5 separate regions of the Mus musculus genome follow, and all the other regions are linked to region 2. Evidence: chromatin contacts called from public HiChIP or PLAC-seq and promoter capture Hi-C data. All regions are on one chromosome and are shown on one strand. Each heading gives the region's core, a stretch centred on a gene start, on an enhancer-like site or on the middle of the called end of the contact. The rest is flanking DNA. Distances are from core to core; before and after follow the strand shown.

What was found. Promoter capture Hi-C pulls out the DNA fragments that hold promoters and counts their contacts. HiChIP or PLAC-seq counts read pairs in DNA pulled down with a chosen protein or histone mark. Capture Hi-C pulls out chosen DNA fragments and counts their contacts.
Region 1: a contact with region 2 is called in a promoter capture Hi-C map of embryonic stem cells, with 2.3 times the contacts expected there. The contact joins the enhancer-like site here to the promoter of Emp1 in region 2. A contact is called at or near these places in 2 of 39 promoter capture datasets (embryonic stem cells and hippocampal neurons) and 2 of 115 datasets of contacts at active chromatin or transcription factors (astrocytes and large pre-B cells).
Region 3: an HNF4G HiChIP or PLAC-seq map of pancreatic cancer cells shows a contact between it and region 2. The contact joins the promoter of H2aj here to the promoter of Emp1 in region 2. A contact is called at or near these places in 2 of 39 promoter capture datasets (embryonic stem cells and hippocampal neurons) and 3 of 115 datasets of contacts at active chromatin or transcription factors (astrocytes, large pre-B cells and pancreatic cancer cells).
Region 4: a promoter capture Hi-C map of adipose tissue shows a contact between it and region 2, with 2.4 times the contacts expected there. The contact joins the promoter of Wbp11 here to the promoter of Emp1 in region 2. A contact is called at or near these places in 1 of 39 promoter capture datasets (hippocampal neurons), 2 of 115 datasets of contacts at active chromatin or transcription factors (the NIH/3T3 cell line and extraembryonic endoderm stem cells) and 1 of 9 other capture datasets (adipose tissue).
Region 5: a contact with region 2 is called in a promoter capture Hi-C map of hippocampal neurons, with 2.8 times the contacts expected there. The contact joins the enhancer-like site here to the promoter of Emp1 in region 2. A contact is called at or near these places in 4 of 39 promoter capture datasets (embryonic stem cells, hippocampal neurons, liver and 1 more) and 1 of 115 datasets of contacts at active chromatin or transcription factors (embryonic basal ganglia).

What each region holds. Positions count from the first base shown.
Region 1 is chr6:136,530,596-136,533,315 of GRCm38.p6, reverse strand. The region is part of intron 1 of Atf7ip (activating transcription factor 7 interacting protein); the gene reads right to left. Among named protein-coding and RNA genes, the nearest start is that of Atf7ip, 13 kb to the right of the region's middle. Within about 2 kb of position 1,260, at least 307 of the 459 cell types and tissues checked have an H3K27ac peak or open chromatin away from gene starts, as enhancers often do. A contact at or near this core is called in astrocytes, embryonic stem cells and hippocampal neurons, where this site is marked.
Region 2 is chr6:135,361,638-135,364,371 of GRCm38.p6, reverse strand. It overlaps Emp1 (epithelial membrane protein 1), which reads right to left and starts at 1,441. Exons shown (of 5, transcript NM_010128.4): 1 at 1,270-1,441.
Region 3 is chr6:136,806,890-136,809,589 of GRCm38.p6, reverse strand. It overlaps H2aj (H2J.A histone), which reads right to left and starts at 1,342. Exons shown (of 1, transcript NM_177688.4): 1 at 1-1,342. The coding sequence starts at 1,250. The coding sequence ends at 861.
Region 4 is chr6:136,826,719-136,829,482 of GRCm38.p6, reverse strand. Wbp11 (WW domain binding protein 11) reads left to right here and starts at 1,267. Exons shown (of 12, transcript NM_021714.4): 1 at 1,267-1,463. It overlaps BC049715 (cDNA sequence BC049715), which reads right to left and starts at 640. Exons shown (of 3, transcript NM_178776.3): 1 at 414-640.
Region 5 is chr6:136,363,171-136,365,870 of GRCm38.p6, reverse strand. No RefSeq gene overlaps it. Among named protein-coding and RNA genes, the nearest start is that of Eif4a3l1, 37 kb to the right of the region's middle. Within about 2 kb of position 1,305, at least 23 of the 459 cell types and tissues checked have an H3K27ac peak or open chromatin away from gene starts, as enhancers often do. A contact at or near this core is called in hippocampal neurons, where this site is marked.

The sequences.
Region 1 (2,720 bases), core at 11-2,510, 1.2 Mb before region 2:
GCATTAAATTCGGCATGGATCAGAAAAGCACCACTGTGGTGATCCAGTGTCCTGACAATGACAACAAACTGGTGAGGAATCACAGGAGGAATTTAACCTTTGACCTCACCATCCCAACACACGGTTTCTCTAACACAAGCTTACAGGTCTTAGTAAACATGCCAACTTTTTCACATGCGAGTTCTCCTTCCTATCCAAGCTTGGTCATGTTCTAATGTTTTCTAATTGTAATGCTTAAAGATCAAAGCTTCCTGGCTCTTACCTCTGATCCTGGTGCATGTGACAAGTCTCCTCACTGGCACACTTGCTGCCTATGCAGCTTCAGGGATTGGGTTAGCAGCCATTTTGAGACAGCTGCACAGTCTCAGTTGCACAAAAGTGTAATTAAGATGGCTGCACTGTGCACTGAAGAACTCACACAGTGAAAACTCAGCCATGGAGCAAAGCAAGCCCCTCCCACTTTGTCAGGCTGCAATAAACTGAACACAGATAGCTAATGCATATACTGCAACAAACAATGCAGCCACTTAGGACACAGAAAAGAAAAAAGAAGGCAGCAAGCCAGTTTTGCAACAAAATGCCTGGGAATCCGGACTTGCAATACAGAGTCTGGGCACATTCCGATCCCAAACAACTTGAAATCCAGGCCACGTATTAGCAGTAACAGAGATAGAGCCAAATCACGCAGAGTGCACACCAGGGAATTGCCTGAAAGCAAGCCTCCATTTCAGTCCAGAAAAGAGAGGAGAAAGCCAGTCCCTCGAACCCCACTCAAGAGCCCCTTTTTCTTTCTATTTACCTTTTCTATTTTACCTTTAATGGAACACGGCCATCACAAGAAGAGTGTCAAATCTGTCTAAATCCTATATTCATTTGATCACGTTGATTTTAATTTTAAAAAGCTAATTAAATTGTTTTGACAAAATCTAAGCTTCAAAAGTACTCAATCTAGCAGAATGGTTAGACTTTACAACCACATTTTTTAGTTGGAATGATACAGTCTTAAAAACTAAGGTGGTAACAAAGCATATTTTAATAAGTTCCCATAAAATTAAATATCTCTTTGTAGTCTGAATGTCCTGAGTACACTCCCAGGATACACAGAGCTACTAGTATAAAGTCAATGGTACTAGTATAAAGTCAATGAAGACCAGAGACTCCCAGGGAAGGGGAACCGGAGGACAAAGGGTGCAACCTAGTCCGGAAGTGGGGAGGTATAATCAAGCCACATCTGAGAACACCCCAGCAAACTTGGCAGAAGAAAGGCCCCAAGGCACACAAAGGGCCTGTTCTGCTTCTCAGGCTCCAGCAGCTCTGGAGCCAGGCTCCTCCATCCTTCCGCACACGGGTTCAAGCTCAGTGTTCTTGTGTTGTGCTATCTAAATGTGGGCACTTACTACGACTGTTTAAGGCATAAGAGAGGTGACAGACAGACTGGCCGCAAGAGATGATAATTCACGTGTTTCCTTATCTCATTCTATTTCTGTATACACTTGATATATTACATATACATTTTTTTAATTACTCAGTCTTAAAAGAGACATTATTCAAGTTTCCATGAGATGAACTGGACAATGTCTGTGAAAACTGTCTTAAAAGCTATATTAGAAAACAAAATAAAATAAAATAAAAATAAAAATAAAAGTTACAAAAAAAAAATTAGTCTGGGGGGGGGGGTCAAGCCTGGGCCTTGACCATACTACATGCTTCATATCACTGAAGTATGACACCAACCCTTGTTTTGTATTTTTTTGGGACAATCTCACTAACCAAAACCCTGAATCCACAGTACATTCAAGCTGCCCTCAAACTCGCAATCCTCCTGCATCTACCCCCCGAAGGTATTTGTGATACCTTACCTGGCCAAGCCACAGGAGCCTTAGAGCATTGTGGCTGAGGATGGTTTCGTTTATTCAATAAAATCAAGATGTTAGTAAACTACGACTGTTCTGAATAGATGTGCTCACAGTATAGCTAACCTGATAAACCTTGGGTACTATCTCAATTGTTACTGAGTCTAATGGCAGGCTTTACCACCAATCTGTGATATCCATAACAGGCTCAGAGACTAAATAACAGTCAAACTTCAATAAAAGCTGAAAAATAACCTAGCTGTACACTCATCCATACAGTTTTTAGCCAACCTGTTTAGATACTGGGTTTTCTCCTTCTAATAAAAACAAGAAAAGAGAATATCAGGCTGCTGTCGTGGCTTATACCTTTTGTTCCGTGTCCCAGAAAAACAACAGTCCAACTCAACAGATAAATTCTAGTCTAGGCTCGTCTGGATTCAACAGGTTTTGTTTGGTTGAGACAGTCTCACTCTTTAGACCTAGACTAGCCTAAAACATATAGCATTCTTCATGCATCTGCCTTCCAAAGTCCTGGGTTAACAAACATGGGCTAGAACACCCACCATTCAGAACTAACACTAATGGTCCTCTCCTTAACAGCCAACCCTCTTCTCCTCACTGTGTCCATCATCCAAACCTGAGGTAACTGCTCTCAAGATCTCTAGCTCTTATCTCCACTTCATTGACCACACTTCAACACTCTCTCTTCACATACCATGTAAAATCAGAAGATCAGAAACTGCACCTTAATTTGTCTTCCATTAGAATATCATTTTTCTATTCAATAGTATAAAATTATCTCAACTCACACAGTACTTTGAGATTCTCATTATTCTGCTTCTGACATAAAAACTCAGCAAACTGTGC
Region 2 (2,734 bases), core at 192-2,691:
ATTACTTTTAAATTTTCTCTTCCAACCAGCGAGCTGCATTTCTAAAGAGAAAGGCGCCTCGCTCTTCATCAGGCAAGCTGAATCCTGTCACTCTCCTCTGGCTTGTTTACGAGAGGAGAAAAAAAAAACCCACATCTGTGTTGAAATGAACCACACCTCCACAGACATTCGACCAAAATGCTAAGCTAATAAAAACAAAAGCAAACACAGCCGAGTGCCTTTGTTCTTTTTGCACTTAGCACGTGGGTTTGTAGTTATATAATATTTTACACAAAAGAAATAAGGTAAATATTCCCATATGACCACTGCCACACTAGAAAATTCCATGTCCACTTAGAAAAAAAAATCCTTTAATAGATTCTGAAAGATCTTTTTTTTTTTCCTAAGTTGGCTCCAGAATGCAGAAGCCTGGGTGGAAGCACAGAGCCATTCAGCAACCTTACAGGAATCCCCGAAGGCCCCCAGCCCCACCCTCTCCCCTCTGCCTCCTTCCTCCACCTCCACATCTGGCTAAGGATTCTGGAACCCACACATTCCACCAAATCAACCCCTCCCAAGGTTTATTTGAAACACCCTTTGCCTCTGTTTCCCTAACGGTTTTTCTTTAAACAAACCAATCCCCTCTTCCCTTCCTGTGAGAAGGGGGTGGAGGAAAACAAGAGAAAGAACGAAATACTTAAACAGACATCAACAGACAAGAGGGGGACAGACAGTAAATGCAATCGCAAAAATTAACTGAAACTCAGATATTTATCCACCGTCACCTAAAAGCGTAAAAGAGAAACAACAATAACCAACCCACAAAGCAGAACAAACTTTCTCCCCAGAGACTGCCTTTAACCTGCCTTCGCAGAGAGAAAAGAAAAGCCGGAGCGTTTTGGTAACATAGCATCCTTCTAGATTTCAGCTCAAAGTAATCTGAATGAAAACAGAAGATTTGGAAACATCTTCCAACCCTGCTAATTCATTTCGAAGGCACATAGAGTTCCTTCCATAAAGAATATTGCACTCAAGTTTGTTCCAAAGTCCCTTCTCGTTCCGTCCGTCTCCTCGGAGCAAGGATCCACATACCAGCAAGAGAATGTGGCCCCCACTGATATCCCAGATTCCTCCACTACTACGTTAAGCTAGAAGTCTCAAGGACTCCGTTCTTTGTGAGCCATAGAGGGATAGCAGAGGCAAGAAGAGAGGGGAGGGCTTCAAGGAGCCTAAGAGAGGAAAGAAAGGAGCGGGCTCTGCAGAGTTTCTCCAGTGTGGGGACAATCTTACCTGGAGTATCCAGTGAGAGAGGCAGATGCCCTGGGTGGTAGAGCAGGCTGCTGGTCTGGTCCTCTCTTCAGGAGATTTGCAACCACAGTGAGGGGAGGGACCTGACTCCCGAGGTTATAAGTTTCCTGGGCTGATGTGCTGGGGTGTGTGATGGGCGGTTTCTTTTCCCCGTGTTTTAAAGGAGTTTCTATGAATCAGTCTGGATTTAAAAAAAAAAAAACTTGGTGAGCTACGCCCTGCTAAGTTGGCAGCCGGTCAGATGTGGCTGGGAGTGAGCCATCAATTCAAAGAACCCTGTTGTAGCTCCCTCTGACTCAGACACACAGACCACAGTGGAAAAAGGAGTGACATTGCTTCAAATGAGTAAGAGGAGTCACACAAATAGATCTGTTTACCGAAGCCCAGTTCTACTACCCAGAAGGAGCCTCGGTTGTCAAGGACGTAGGGCAAAACACAGGTTAGGGTCAGGAGGAGGGGAGAGCTGGTAGATGCAGTTCCACGTTAATTAAAGTCCCGGCTAATCATCAAACAGGATTCCCCCGTTCTTCCTCCCCCACTGCACATAGCAGCAGCTGCTCATCACCAGGAATTATCAGACTCATTTCTCGTTGGCTTCCCTGCCTGACCCTTGTGCCCCTGACCTGTAGGCGGCAGTGGGATGAGACCCATGGAGTAGAAAGGCACCCAGCAAGCTCCAAATGTTGAGGCACTGATTGACAGCACATAATCCTGGGCCTTTAGTTAAACTCTCACCCCTATGGATTGTAGGCATTGCAGGAGGAAGTCTTCGAATTAAGGACTTTGCACTCTGATCTTCATGTGATAATCATTGGACCTTGCTCCACAGTTGGCTTTTGTGAAGACAGCCAGGGACCCAATCACAGCTTCTTCCCTGAACCACTCACTCCCCACTTAGTCTCAGAGTTGGGGGGGGGGTGCTACAGAGTTGTCCAATCCCGCAGCCCTGGTCACCTCCCTAAAGAGGTTCAGGTCCTCACTGCCTACATTTAACCCCAGCTCTCCTTAGCTGCAATGTGACTTTGGGCAAGCGCCCTCTCTTTCTGCCTTCTTGTATATAATGGGGATGGTAGGCACCTAGCTCACACAGATGGCAAGAATTACATGTATCAAACAGGTTTGGTGGGTCGTGCCTGCGATCTCAACATTTGAAAAGCTGAGGCAGGAGGATTGCTCTTAGTCCAGGGTCATCTTGGGCTACATGGTGAGTTCCAAGTCAGCGTGGGCTACTGAGTGAGACACTATTGAGAGAGAGAGAGAGAGAGAGAGAGAGAGAGAGAGAGAGAGAGAGAGAGAGAGTTGGTAGGTAGTTGAAGGGATAGCATAAGTTCAAGGAGAACTAGAAGCTATCCTGGGGTACATAAGTGATAGATGGATAGATAATAGAGATAGATAGATAGATAGGTAGATAGATAGATAGATAGATAGATAGATAGATAGATTATAG
Region 3 (2,700 bases), core at 93-2,592, 1.4 Mb before region 2:
AAAAAAAAAAATCGGTTTTGCTTTTAAGTAAAATCAGGCTGATTCTCAGAATCAGTGCTGGATAAGAGGCTGCCATGCAGCTAAAACTCGAGGGGAGACAGAAACATATTTTGAGACACGGTCTAATGTAGTTCAGAAACGGCCACAAACTCGCTATCTAGCCACGAAAGGCGTTCTACTTCCCAAATGCAGGGATGAGGGGTAACACCACCGCAAGCACCAAGAGAAGATCATTTTAGGAGCTGCTAAACATACACTACTTAAGACCGAGGGCCCCGCTGTTACGCAACACCATCCAGAGCGCAAACTTCGTGACTCACTTCCGTATTGCACAAGTTACTTCATTATAAAGAATATTGAACACAAGTGTGCAATGTGAAGATGGCTGGCATTCAGATCACGAATACGTAACATCTATTAGCTTAAATACTACCATAAATAACTAGCACCCACCAAGGATCCCAAGTTCCTGTCTTTTCCAAATGGCTAGGGTACATATAGCTCAACCTTCCTATGTATGACAAGCGAGGCAACTTCTTGTTCACAGCTCGCAACACCTTCCCTACCACTTTTCCCTAAGACTGGGGAGTTAGGCAAAGCCAATTCCAGAGTAGCCTCTGGGCACTAGGTCCGCTTCTCCTGCCCACGGTGATGCGACGGGGCTCTCCCAATCCACCCGCTGGGTTCCTCCGGCTCGCACATGGCCACACAGGTGGCCTGCGTCACGCTCAAAGTTGGAACTCGTCCCCACCCAACACCCCCTCGGTCCCGCGACTACACAGCTCTCTAGATTACTCGCTTTTCACCGACTTTATTGGCTGCGGACTGTGGCGGGCGGGCTCTGCACCCGTCTGTCGGGTTCACTTGCTCTTCACCTTCTGGCTCTCCGTCTTCTTGGGCAGCAGCACGGCCTGGATATTGGGCAGGACGCCGCCCTGCGCGATGGTCACACGGCCCAGCAGCTTGTTGAGCTCCTCGTCGTTGCGGATGGCCAGCTGCAGGTGACGAGGGATGATGCGCGTCTTCTTGTTGTCCCTCGCCGCGTTGCCCGCCAGCTCCAGGATCTCGGCCGTCAGGTACTCCAGCACCGCCGCCAGGTACACGGGCGCTCCCGCGCCCACGCGCTCCGCGTAGTTGCCCTTCCGCAGCAGCCGGTGAACGCGGCCCACGGGGAACTGCAGGCCCGCGCGCGACGAGCGCGACTTGGCCTTGGCGCGCACCTTACCGCCCTGCTTGCCTCGCCCGGACATGCTCGACCCCGCGCCTGGAACTCCAACACCGGCTCGCTCAGTTCCGGGACGACGCGCGCCACCCCGGAACTGCCTCGCCAAACTGCAGCCGCTGCCGCCCGTGACAGGCAGGTACCGTACCCAATCAGCTCGCGGAAGCAGAGCCCCCGCCCATCCAGATGTCTCCCAATCAAAAGCTCAAATTTCTAGTCCTAATTTACATAGTTCACAGGCATCCTCAAACTTGTTGGGATTGGCTGCCAGGATGTAGTTAACTGGGTGGTTCGAGTCTGCAATCCCAGCACTAGGGTAGCCGATACAAGATTGCCCGGAGCCTAAGGTCAGCTGTAGATATTCCAAGATCCATACCAGCCTAATAAGGAAGGAACGGAGGGAGGGCAGCGAAAACGGGGAGTTAAGCAAAGCCATACTTGGTTCAAATCAGTAATCCTAGCTTTTGGAGGGAGAAAGAGCTGAAGTAGGAGGATTACCAATACAAAGACAGCCTGGGCTACTTTGTGCGTTATAGACCAAGCTAGGAAGTGAGACCTTATCTCAAAAAATAAAAATGATGGTGTTGGCATTTCTTCTAGGCTCCGCCCCACAGTTACCTGGCAGCAGCCAGGTGTGCCTGACCCACTGTAAAAGAAGCTGCTTGCCCCCCCCCACACACACACCCACACTTTTCTCTTGCTTTCTTACTCTCTTAGCCCTCTGTCCCTTCTCTCCCATTCCCCTACCCCTCTCTCCACGTGTTCATGGCCGGCCTCCACCCGCACACCCCCTCGGCCTTTTCTCTCTCTCTCTCTCTCTCTCGCTCTCGCTCTCGCTCTCGCTCTCTCTCTCTCTCTCGCTCTCGCTACTACCCCCTCAACTCACCTCATGCCCTAAATAAACTACTATACCGTCCTGTGGCTGGTACCTCAGCATGGGCCGCACCCCCTCTACCCCCTACGTGCACAATAACGCTCCTCCACCAAACGTCCCCGGCTTTTTTTTTTTTTTTTTAAATAAAATACAACAGTAAGCAGACTATGGTGTTCAGTGCCTATAAACCCAGCTGATGCAGGAGTATGGAGAACTTGAATTGAGCCTGGCCTAAGAGAGAAACTACCTGGAAACAATCAAAAACCGGAAGCCCAGAGAAGAGCACCTCTGTTCCCTCATACCATACTCATGGAAATTAGTCTCCAGTATAGCCAGGGGCGACTTTCAAATCTGACTATCTGACTCCAGGGTCTGTGCTTGTGAGTGCCACAGCAATTCCGGCTCAGCCATAGCTCCTTGGCTGAATTCTGCCCTCCTAGAACGAGCTTTCGTCATCTGCTCCTTGACACACCCACCTGGAGAGCTAGCTGCAAAAGAAGCTTTGTAGGTTTTCTATTTGTTTTAGTTTTTGAGACTTTTCTTCCTGTAGCCCTGGCAGCCGTGGAACTCACTATAAAAACCAGGCTGGCCTTCAACTCAGAGA
Region 4 (2,764 bases), core at 18-2,517, 1.5 Mb before region 2:
AAATAACCAAGTGTGAGGGTGTTTTTGGTTTTTTGATTTGTGTTTTTTTGTTTTTGGTTTTTTGTTGTTTTGTTTTGCTTTTTGGTTTTTTTTCGAGACAGACCAAGTTCACACTTTATGAAGATTTCGTTTTAAATGCTTACCTTTAAGGGGAAAGGATGGGGAGGAGTCTTAAGGAATGGGGATGTAGAAGGGAAATATAATAGCTATTTCTGGTTATCAGCTATATCTAGAACAAACCACAATCCAGAATTGGAAGGTTCACCTGTGATCCAGATCTTGAGGCTGGGAAATACAAGTTTCTGACCTTGATCTTGGCATGGAAATCTTGAGGCATAGTGGCTATGTATCCCCAGGAGAGTAAGGTAAGATCTCTGAGTACAAGGCCCAGATCCAGGCGTGGCGGTACACACCTTTAATCTGAACCACACCTTCTTCTGGAGATCTATAAGACATTGGAAGATGGAAGTTTTTCTCTTCCTCCTCTGCTTGCATTTACTTGCCAGCCCATCAGTTGGAATCTACTAGCCTGGTGGGACTGAGCAACTCCTAGATCCTTGGACTTCCCATTCACAGCTGACCATTGTTGGGGAGGTGGACTACAGACCGTAAGTCATCATAACAAAGTCCCTTTCTATATAGAGACTATCCACAAGTTCTGTGACTCTAGAGAACCCTCAAAGGAAGACTTCAGATAAATCTAGAGTGTGCAATGACATCATAAAGGAGTTTGGGTTGATGCAAAGTTCATTTGAAGTGTTATGTAATAACTTCTCCTCTGGAAAATCGACAAATGTACCGTTTCTCTTTTAAAATATACATTTTCGTGTAGATTTATGAGTCTCCCCTAGGAACTATTTGTTCAGTTCATCACATGCTGTAGGTTTAGAGGGCTGATGTTTGCTGAGCACCTTAGACTCGGTGCCCAGTGTTATTACCTAACTTGTTTTCTATGGAAGCATTCCTGAAAAACAGCATCCATTTACACACGACAACTAACACAGATCCAATGGCCGACACAGAAGCGTACGCATACCGCTACCTAGTGTGTCCCCAGAGAGAAGCAGTTGCGGAAATGCGTCAGAATTCTGAGAACAATTGGCCAATCAAATAGCAGCTTCCTTACTTTTTATTTCTATTGGGTTATATTAGTGTCAATCTACAATACTCTGGAATGAGGCGGGTCTCTTGGCCTATAGTTATCCAATCGGATAGTGAATGAGAGCGGAAGTACCTCTGGCTCTGAAGTTGTTGTATTCGCTCTATGGGCCCAGTGCCTGGCAACGCGGTGAGATCGCGGCCAGCGGGAACAGGAAGTGACGTGAGCTGGCGGAGGGGCGCGAGGTTTCAAGATGGCGGTTCCCGGGTGGTTGACCGAGGGGCAGAGGTGAAGGCCCCTTCGCAGAGAGTCCTCCGGGACCGCCCGCTAGCTGCTCTCGCCGTCCCGGGAGCCTCGCAGTCGTGTGAGTGCGTGGGGACTCGGTGCTCCGTTTTCCGCGACCCTCCCCGGGGCCTGCGAAGCCTTCTCTGAAACACCAGGCCCAGAGGCCGCGCTCTTCCTCCGCTGGGCCCGGGGTGGCGGGAGCCTCGGGTTTCAGGGCTCGGGGCCGGCCTGGCACTGCGTCCGACGGGTTCTCGGGCGGGATCTCCCGCCGGGTCAGACCCACCGCCCGAGTGCGGCGACCGGTGGCGGCGGGCTGACGTCTAGCCGCTCGAGTCGCTATCAACCGTCGCTATGGTTTCGGCAGTTGCTGTGAGGCCTCCTGGAGTGGACCCGGACCGGACCGGACCGGTCGGGTTGCGTTTGTGCTGCCTGGGTTCCCATGGTCTTTTGACCTTGTCTCTGCCAACGTTTGCAGGCAGAGGCACTATGGTCTTGTAAAAATTCTCCTTGACTCGTAGCTGATTGGTTTTTAGGTGTGTGTGATGGGATGGCGTCAAAACGAGAGCCCGAGGCTGGTTTAAGAAGGGAAACACTAAAGAAAAGATCAAAAATAGAATTTGTTGTATCCGTGCCTTTTTGTAGTTCCCTATAGTCAGTACCCTTCTCTTCCCTTCTTCCCAAACTCCTGCCCCTTCTGCTTTCTGATAGAGAAACATCTGTAATGACATAATCGACACCGATCAGTTCTGAAATATCTGGGAAGCAGCAGGGAGCCGGCCAGCTGAACGCTTGATGAAAAAAAGCATTAACTAAAACAACTTACAGAGTCCCACCTAAGGAGCCAAGGGAATTAGAGTCTCAAATTTACCTCGGGATCTTCCCTTTCCTAATGTAGAAAGAAAGTAGATTTGTTTAATGCTTAAAGGGGGAGCCACAGGAGATGTAGCCTGTAGGAAAGTGTCGCACACTTTGAACAGGAAATATTTGTTCCTTTTTTTACTATGGGCAAGGCTAATTTTTGGAAGTTTCATTCATTTGGAATGGAAGAGAAAGAAGTGATAATAATGAAAGCCTGGCCTTAAAATATTTCCCTACCGTGACTACCACTTTTAATTCCCTCAAAATACATAAATCAGGAGTCATATGTGCTAGTAAGAATATACTTTAATGTTAAGTTTGAGGAGTTCTAATACTTCATTTTTTATTTCTTTTGTTTGAGAGTCATAAATCATTTGATTTGGTATTAAATCAAGATAAATATGTTTGAATGGATTGCATTTTGCCATCTGGCGTGTGGAATGAGCAGTCTAAGGAGAAAGTAAAGAGCATGTATTTGTCTTTAACCCAGATTCATTATCTCCACTCCTGTTTCATATCCCC
Region 5 (2,700 bases), core at 56-2,555, 1.0 Mb before region 2:
GTGGTCACACTCTGGTGAAGTTGGAAGCATTGTCTGGTAGAGGGCATGTTAGCCCCTAAGAGGTGAGACAGTGGATGGAGGAAGGTGTCACCAGTTCAAGTATCAGCGACTGGGGAGACAGGATTATAAGCCATATGTGAGGAGGTGAACACAGAGGCTCTGGATTAAGGAAGTGACATTTGAGCTTATTACGCAGAGTTCCGGCTGCAGAGGCTGACCCAAGCAGGCTTTAGGCAGTGCAATAATAATAGTCTATCTCTAGACCTACTTTAGACACTATGAACTGTGGGCCTTCCTTTAGCCATCCTTTCCCTGTAGGAAACAGGATGCAACTCTTAGAAACCCCTTAAGTATCACCTTACTTTTGCCCAGAAGGGAGATAGAGTGTTCATGGCCTACAAGGCTTGATGTTCTCAGGATCACATTTAAGAACTGCAGCAGCTTTGAAAATGGGGCAGACTGCAGTATTGATTCCACGTCCTTGGCCTGTGAAGCTTACTAGCCCACCTTTTGCTTTAACTTCTCTAGGGAACCCCACTGTCATGTAAGAGGGTTAGCACACTCATTTCATTCCTGTAGGACATAGGATTGTGCGTAGCCACTGCAAAAGGGGGACAAAAAGCTACCCTGTTGGGCAGTGGTTCTCAATCTTCCTATTGCTGCAGCCCTTTAATACAGTCCCTTACCTTGTGGCAACCCAATCCCCAACCATCAGATTATTTCATGGCTACTTCATATCTGTAATTTTGCTACTGTTATGAAATGCATAATTTGCTCTGCAGGGGTCGGGACACACAGGTTGAGAACCACTGCCGTTGGGTGAAGCTTGCTTTGCGGTGGATGCATAGGTGGGGTGTAGGATATGCGGGGCAAGTGTAGATGGACTGGAAGAGGTGACGGACAGTGTGGTGAGATGCAGGAGTCGAGGCAGTTAGTTGGGTCTGTCACAGAGGCCTGGCAAGAAGCAACTAACGGAGGGTTGGCAACAAGTAGGGCCCCAGAGGGTGATCCAAAAGCATTGCAGATCCAGACAGGCAGTCAGCATCCTGCATCAAGGCTTGCTGACAACACAGAATAAATAAAGATGAATCACTCCCCAGGGCATCATATTAGCCCTCCCAGGTGCCCTGCCCAGCATTGGCTCCCTGGACCCAGAGTTTTGGATCAGAGACTCATTGGCAGTCGGTGGAGTCTAAATTATTCATGAGTTCTGTGGCTTAACAGCTTGCTGAAGCCACACTTCCATCCTTTACACTTTTTATAGGAGTGCTGTTTGCATGTGACAGGGGGTGGGGCACGAAAGCAACGACATGGAGCAGGGAAGGAATCTAGGGGGAGGACGTAGGAACTGTGCCCTGTGCATGATGGGTCTTAAGATGTTACCTTCAGAGATACACACTGAAGCAAGGGACCGGTATACAAACATGCAGAGCAAGTATGTGCTTCTGGTGTCCAATCTGATGGTTTTGGGGTCCATCCCCACATTTCCATGTTGTCCAGTAACCACTCCTTCCTGATGCTGCCCCCTGCCCACCTGCAGCTGAACTCTGTGGCTAGGAGCTGAGTCTTGTGAATCCCTGCATCCCTGGCTCCCGGCAGTGATGGATGATAAAGGTTCATCCTTTCCTCATCCAGCGAGTTCTATTCTAGAAGTCTTTATAATTAGAAATTCTCTCACAGCAAACATCATCTCTTTCTTTTCTAAGTAGGAAGTAACTCAGAACAGCACTAGCAGGCGTTTAGTAACTGTTGATGATGGTAATGATGAATTGGGTTTCCATGGCAACATGCACTTATTCGAACAGTGGTTCTTGGACCCTGGGAAATATGGAAAGAAACATAGACTTCTCCCCTCATTGGGAGAAAAAAAATGTATATCTGGTCAGCTATCTTTTTTTTTTTTTTCCTAAATAGGTTTATTCTAAGTAGTTGAACCCACTTTCTTGGTGCTGTGAGTTATAATGATATCAGCTTCAGGGATAGTCTCAGAGGTTAGGGATGGTGTCAGAGAGAGAAACAGGGAGGGGGAGGGAGGCAGGAAATGAGGGTGGTGGCTTGTTAGAAAATATGGATGGCAACCCATTTTTAGCACAATTTCCTCTTTGTCCCTTCATGCTCCCATTCCGGTCTTTATCGACCCAATCGAATCCTCCTCAGACCTAGATATTACCTCCCTATCTACACAGACAATACTGAAAATGCTTCACTGGATTGGCAAGATGGCTCAGCAGTCAAGAGTGCTGGCTGCTCTTCTGCAGGGTTCCCAGTACCCGCGGCTCCAGATCTAGAGGATCCGACACCCTCTTCTGGCCTCCATGGGCATCCACACACGTGGCATCCACTCACACAGACACGTGCACATACATAAATAAAATAAAATAAATATAATACTCTAAAAGAAGAAAAAATGTGCGGGAATCAGTTTTAAAAAGAAAATGTGTGGGAACCAAAGTTATTTCTAGGTGGTATTCATCCAGGACGGAGCCTCAGCTGGATCGTTACTGCCTTCCCTTGTTGCTAGGTGCTGAAAAAATAGTGGTTTATCACTGCTATGAGGTAACTACCAGAGAAGACCACTTGGACATGGACTCAAGCTGATAGAAAGTTTCATTAGCTGGTCAGTGACTACAGTGGTTGTTTGGGACGCAAGTACAGTTCCAAGCCTTTGTGAGCTTTTAGGCACAAAAACCACACCATGGG